Regions from separate parts of the Mus musculus genome. Here region 2 is linked to region 1. Evidence: chromatin contacts called from public Hi-C data. All regions are on one chromosome and are shown on one strand. Each heading gives the region's core, a stretch centred on a gene start, on an enhancer-like site or on the middle of the called end of the contact. The rest is flanking DNA. Distances are from core to core; before and after follow the strand shown.

Region 1 (3,360 bases), core at 442-2,941:
TGAAATGACCTAGTTAATTGTTTATATATGAATGTAAGGCTACAGAGTCAATGTCAAGTGATGAGCCATGGGGCTGTGTTCTGTTCAGTAGCTGTGTCACTGATTTCATTGAGGCCAACCAAATTGGCAGATTAAATGATGTGCAAAGGCATACTGATAGGTTATGTGGAAGGACATTATCTCGCTGAGTTATAGTAATGGTTAAATCGGTGCTGGTAAGAATTAATGGGGCCAGAGGTATAGCTCAGGGTTATAGTGTTTGTATGTCACGTATAGTCTTGGATTCAGTTCCCAGGGCTGCAAAAAGAATTTATGTGTGTGCATGTATGTGTAAGTGAAGACTAGAGATGAACATTGGGTCTCTTCCTCTGTGGCTATAAACATTGTTTTTTGAGACACAGTTTCTCACTGAACCTGGAGGTCACCATTTAGCTATACTGACTGGAAGTGAGCATTAGGAATTTGCTCACCTCCAGTGCTGAGTGCAGGCACTGCTTCCTCACTGGACTCTGTGAGTGCGAAGGCATGAACTCAAGTCTTCTGCTTGCACAGCAGGCTCTTTTCTGACTGACTGAGCCATCTTCCCAACCCAAGAATTCTTATTTATTTTTAAGATATTTGCTTGTTTGAGACAAGGTCTCTGTATAGCCTTGGCCATGTTGGAATTTGCTCTGTAGACCAAGTTGGCCTCTAACTCACAGAGATCTGCCTGCCTCTGCCTTCCAAGTGCCAGGATTAAGGGCGTGTGCCACCACTGCCTGACTGTAAAAGCTTGTGTGTGTGTGTGTGTGTGTGTGTGTGTGTGTGTGTGGTATTTTGTCTACATGTATACCTAGTGCCCACAAAGGCCAGAGGGTGTCAGATCTCCTAGAAGTTGAATTACAGGCTATGATTGTTTGTATAAGTACGGCTCCCACAAGTTCATACATTTGAATAGTTGGTTTCCCATTGGTGGAACTATTTGGGAAGGAGAGGAGATGTGTCATTGGGGGTGGGCTTTGAGGTTTTAAAAGACTCAAGCGTTTTCCGGTGTGTCTCTCTGCCCATCCCTCAGCTGTTCCTGCTGCCGTGCTTGCTTTTCACCCTGCCATGATGAATTTTAGCCCTCTGAAACCATAAGCCCAGTTAGACACTTTCTTTGATAATTTGCCTAAGTCATGGTGTCTTAGCAGTAGAAAAGTCACTAGTACACAGATAGTGGTGAGCCACCATATAGGAGCCAGGAGGGCCTGGAAGAGGAGCCAGTACTCTTCTTAACCATTGTGTCATTCTTCCAGCCCCCTAAGAATTATTGTTAATTTTTAAAAAATTAGCCGCAAGTTGTGGTGCATGCCTTTTAATCCTAGCACTTGGGAGGCAGAAGCAGGTGGCTTTGTGAGTTTGAGGCCAGCCTGGTCTACAATTTGAGTTCCAGGATAGAGCTCTTTGCAGAGAAATCCTGTCTCAGAAAAAACAAAAACAAAAAATAAATAGGAGAACTTGAGAAATGACTCAGTAGTTAATGAGGCATCTATACTCATGTGCATACACACCAATACAAACACACAGATAAACACCAACACACATCAACACACATGCGGGGTGAATGTATAGGTCAGCAGTTAGAACCAAACCCTGTGAAATCCAGGTAATACTAAAGTGCTGACTAAACCTGTCTCAAGTGCCCGGTCGTACTCTGATGGCTCATTTGCCTAGAGAGCCTAGTTTAGACTCATGCTATACTCAGAAGCTATGACAATAAGGTTTGGTGACCATATATTATGAGCCACAGCCTGGAGGTCATAGAGTCATCTTTAGAACTAGTCAAGGACTGTCCTGGAAAGGCTAAGGTGGGTGATCTTGATTCCTCGATTCTCACCTTTCTATGCCCTGCTTTCCTTGAACACCTAGATGTGTCACCCATCTTGGCACATTGTCTCTTGTTCCTGCTAGCCCCTGTAACCTGCTCTGCTTTAACTGCGATCTGAAGATAACAACTGTCTTCAGTAACCTAGTAAGGATCTGAGACTAGGAGATAGTACAGCAGCTAGTCCAGATGGTGGTGGCGCACACCTTTAATCCCAGCACTTGAGAGTTACAGGCAGGTGAACCTCTGAGTTCAAGGCCAGTCTACAGAGATAGTACAAACTTATGCCTGAAATAGATGAGAGCCATTGAGGCTTGAGGAATACATCCTTGGTTTAGACTCAATCTGACCCGTTTTTACAAATCTTGGCTTATTTAGTGTATACTTTTGATTCTTGCTGTGCCTCTGTTTACTCTTTAACAACATCTACTGTCCTTTGCAAGTTGCATAAAGATCTGAAATAGTGATTCTGTGAGATATCTAGTCCACTGGAGCTTATTATAATGGGTGGTTACTGGTTTCATAGTAACTATGCAGAAACTTATTATTGTGAGAGACTGGAACACATTTTTCACGGGTACCTTACTTACTACCTTTTAATTTGTTTGTAAAAATTAAAAAGCCTTGTAGTTTTACAAAGAAAATTCTCTTTCCCTGACCTTTGCCTCCCCAGTTCATGCACAATGCTGCAGAGCCTCTAGAGTTGGCTCCATCAATGCCTCTGACCAGGCTGCCTAGCCTCATGAGCAGTCAGTAGACTGTCCAGCCAAGCTCCCAAACTGACTTCTTGACTTCTTCATTGAGGTGTGAACTGGATTGAAAACAGGTCACTCTTTGCCCTCTCCTGCTTTTGACACTTATCACAGTGGCCCTGTGTATGCTTCAGATGTGGGATGTGGAGAGGAGGGAGACATGGGGTGTCCTGTGACGCTTACCATTGTTTGGGGAAGGTCTGGATCTTGGGATCACTGCCTTCTTTAGTTCATCAACTCCAGCTACTCAGCAGCCGTCTTGCACACATCTGGTCCAGCGCTGGCCTCAGCTCACACCAGTCTTCCCTTCTCTCCCCACTCCAGTGCAGCCTCTAAAAGCAGAAAGCAAGCTTTAAGAGCGTAAGTGCTCTCCCTCACTGAAGCCTAACAGCAACAGCTCACTTGGGGTCAGAGTGAGCCAACTTTCGACAAGCACTCCCACTTCTAATCTAATTACTGCTCGATCAACAAATTCATTAGCTGTGGCTCCAAAGGGAATTCCCTGAATCCCAGGAACTGCCAGTTGGGGACCTCTCCCCCAGGCATAATCTCAGTTTTGTCTAGGAATTGTCTGCAGCTGGGAAGGACCCGGCACTTAAAGTTAAGATGCAGGTCTTCTTCAGTCTGCAAGTTAGGAGTTAGAAATTCTATAGTTGAGGAGACTTCCTAAAAGGAATAATAACCTTGGAGCTGGTGAGATGGCTCAGTGGTTAAGAGTGCCGACTGCTCTTCCGAAGGTCCTGAGCTCAAATCCCAGCAGCC
Region 2 (3,360 bases), core at 339-2,838, 73 kb after region 1:
CTGCTTCAGGCTTCCTCTGTTCTCAACATAGATTTTCATCTCTTTGGAAGAATATGGCTCTTCTCGGCTGAGCCTCTGTTAGCCCTGCCTGTACACATACACACTTGTTTACACATAGCAACCACCAAGTCTTACCTTCTGCCAAAATTTACTACTTGTACCTGTTCCCAAATACTCTCTCCCTAACTCCTTGTTTCCATTGGCAAACAGGCTTGGAGTTTCCTCCTTTATCCCTGTGTTCAGGCCCATGAGGTGTCTGACTGAGTATCCCTCCTAACCAGCCCTTTCAGAGAACCCCAGCTAGTTAGTTAGAGAAGATCCAGATTCAGCCCAGGAGAGAATCAGCCATTTCCCCGAGCTCTTCTTAGGGAGCAACTCCTGGCAGCACAGGTGGCTGCTCTGTCCTTGAGCTTGCACTGTTTCCATCTGCTTCTAAAAGGTGAGGAAGAAGGCAGGCATGGGGTGGCCCAGGCTCAGCCTGCTCCTACCTATCACTTATGTTAGTTCTTCTCCCCACCACTTTGGGCCTGCCACCTCTCCAGATTGTCAGCCCTGTGATCTGTCATCAGTCCTGTGGCTGCTTTGAAGCCCAACAGCATAACATTTGGGAGCTTGCCTCCTCCAGATTGGCAGGCAATCCCTAGGACTGTTGACTCCTTCTCCATTAAGTTTGTTTCCAGGCCTTGTCCTCTGACATATATCCTTCTTACTGTCCTGTGACACTCTGGGGACCAGACCAGACCAGACACACTGTTCCATTTGCAGACAGACCCTGACATTGCACAGTGCTCTGTCCTCTTCCTGCTCCTAACCACTGTGTTTCCATTAGTGCCACCCAAATTGGCACTCTCTTCTTTAAAGCGGCTGTATGGGGCTGGGGGGGCTGGTTGGTTGGTTTGGGGTTGTTTGTTTGCTTGTTTTGTGTTTTGTAAAAGTAAGTTTTGGGAAAGAAGCAACTCTTACATACTATCTACCAACTATGTAACTTAACAAGTCTCTGTCTGTTGCCTCTTGCCTGTCCCAGATGATGGAGTTACAAATACTTTCCCTTCAGTGTTTCTGTGGGTCTTAAATACATTGTTAGTGACTTCTAGTTATACCTAGTATCCAGGGTGTCCAATGTGTGACTCTTCTCATGATTCTGCCTCATCCACTCCGTAGCTGAGACTGGATATCTTCACCTTCATGCATAGCCCTTGACCACTTACTTTGTAAAGAAGAGCCTCAAGAAAGCTAGTACAAATCTGCCCTCCCCTCACCCCAAGCCCTCCAGAAGCCATAGAGGAGATAGAGCCCAGGCTGTACACTGCCCTTGATGGGCTTCCAGAAAATGCTCTTGGCTCTGTTCTACTTCTTAAACCACACATCAGAACAGACCTTGGTTTCCCCAAATGGGAAAGAGCACACCTCTTACACCTCCCTAGGTATCAGGGTATCATTCTCTACTAGTTTTCCAGGTGAGGAGAGGGGTGACCAGCGAGAGTTAACGTCCCTCTCAGATTCTCCTTCACCAGTCCCCCACCCCCCTCACCTCCATTCACCATCCACCCGCCTTTTGGTTTCCCTGGCAACGCTGAGTGCTCATCCTGGAAAACTTTATCCGAAATCTGCTCTGGGCAGCTTTCCAAATCCATGCTAACCTGATTAGGTGTCTCTAGGGGCCTTGCCAGCTAATCAGATTAGGCAGCACTAATGGTAGTGAGGACTTTGAGTGGGCGCAGAGCAGTAAAACATATTGTATACTTAGTGATAATTATCCTGCCTTTTGTGTCATTGATTTATCTGTCTCCCTCCCCATCCCATGTTGTGTGTTTGGCTGTAGCGATCCGGAGGAAGGAGAACGGCTGGTACGATGAGGAGCACCCTCTAGTCTTCCTCTTCTTGGGATCGTCTGGAATAGGTAATCATGGGCAGATCAGCCACTGGGGAAGCAGAGCTGGAGAAGCCTCTGGCCTGATCTGACAGCTCCAGGAACAGCTGCCCTAGATCACAGAGTCACTAAGAAATTAGACCTTAGCTTCTTAGTCATGTCCCATGTTACCCCTGTGCATCCCATAGGCTCACCTCTGGGAAAGAGCCACCTTCACTGGCTGGCACACCAGCTATACTCAGGCAGCCTACCTTCAGTAGACTTGGGGAACTCCTGTGCACGGGGCAGTAAGGGGCACGGATACCCTTCTACTCGGTCGGGCTATATCAGCTGAGGTGTCCTCTGCCTTCCTCCACCCCTACCTCCTTCCATGGTCTTGATAGGTCTTTCATGATATAGCCACTACCTTTTTACCTCCCGGCGCCTTTATGGACCTGACAAAGAAGCTCTGTGTACCACATAGTAGCTTTACCATCATTCCAGATGGCCCTTCCAACAAACTACCACTTTGGGGTTGTTCTCTTTGTCACAAGATCTGTGGAACCAGTGGCAAGTCCTCTGTCTTTTAGCCTTTTCCTGGCCTGAGGTTCCAGAGCTGTGAAGTGTTTAAGAGGGATGTAGGGAATGAGGCAGGAAGTGGAGGCACTCCTAGAAGAGATGAAGTTTGTGCTAAATTTCAAAGGATTAGTTGGGTTACGAGTCCTACTGCCTGCCTCCACTCCTAGAGTGCTGCTTCAGAGAAAGCCCTTGGCTTCATCACAGGGAAACTGGAAGTGCACTGGTTGTTGTTTCATTTTCACCTTAGAAAAGTTTCTGGACCTCAGCTTCCTATCCATAAAGGGAGTGCTCATCAGTGTCCATACATCCCAGTGTTGTTTTTAACTGTTTTGAGACAAGGTCTCTTTACATAGCCCTGACTGTTATGGAACTCACCATGTAAATCCTCCTGCCTCTGCCTCCCAGTTGCTGGGATCAAAGATGGGCACCACCATAGCTGTCCCTAGTGTCCTTTTACTCCACAGATTGTCAACTGGACTGACCCAACTCATCTACCTTATTCCTAGGGAAAACCGAGCTGGCCAAGCAGACAGCAAAGTATATGCACAAAGATGCCAAAAAGGTAAGGAATTAGGACCAGGGTCTAGTCTGTAAGCCACTCATGCTTGTCCTGAAACCTAAGCAGCAGACGATCAGAAAGCTGGACCCTGGCCCCAGAAGCAGACCTCTGCTCTAGCCAGAGATTGCTCTAAGAACTAACTTTTTCATGCCTCAGTTTCTTCAGCTGTGAAATAGCAATGATCATCTTTAGCCTGCCTGAGTCAGGGCTCTTGGGAGAACTAGATGAGATTCATCTGCACATTGCTGAGCACCCTGTCCTGGATTAGCTGGATGTACTCACAGCTAATTCAGTGTTTACTGAGGGCTCTCTGCAGGAGCTCAGGCTAGCTAGGTATCCCAGTGTGGTAGGGCTGCGCTACCAGGAACCGCTG

Evidence for each region. A called contact is a pair of places that touch in the nucleus more often than the background predicts.
Region 2: a Hi-C map of the N1E-115 cell line shows a contact between it and region 1, with 4 times the contacts expected there. The contact joins two enhancer-like sites. A contact is called at or near these places in 8 of 484 Hi-C or Micro-C datasets (the C10 cell line, LSK cells, the N1E-115 cell line and 5 more), 1 of 115 datasets of contacts at active chromatin or transcription factors (embryonic stem cells) and 2 of 9 other capture datasets (adipose tissue and liver).

Annotation. Positions count from the first base shown.
Region 1 is chr7:101,697,765-101,701,124 of GRCm38.p6, forward strand. All of the region lies in intron 3 of Clpb (ClpB caseinolytic peptidase B), which reads left to right. Among named protein-coding and RNA genes, the nearest start is that of Clpb, 36 kb to the left of the region's middle. Within about 2 kb of position 1,692, at least 1 of the 459 cell types and tissues checked has an H3K27ac peak or open chromatin away from gene starts, as enhancers often do. A contact at or near this core is called in the N1E-115 cell line, where this site is marked.
Region 2 is chr7:101,771,258-101,774,617 of GRCm38.p6, forward strand. Clpb (ClpB caseinolytic peptidase B) reads left to right here. Exons shown (of 16, transcript NM_009191.4): 8 at 1,823-1,900; 9 at 2,935-2,990. Among named protein-coding and RNA genes, the nearest start is that of Phox2a, 45 kb to the right of the region's middle. Within about 2 kb of position 1,589, at least 10 of the 459 cell types and tissues checked have an H3K27ac peak or open chromatin away from gene starts, as enhancers often do. A contact at or near this core is called in the N1E-115 cell line, where this site is marked.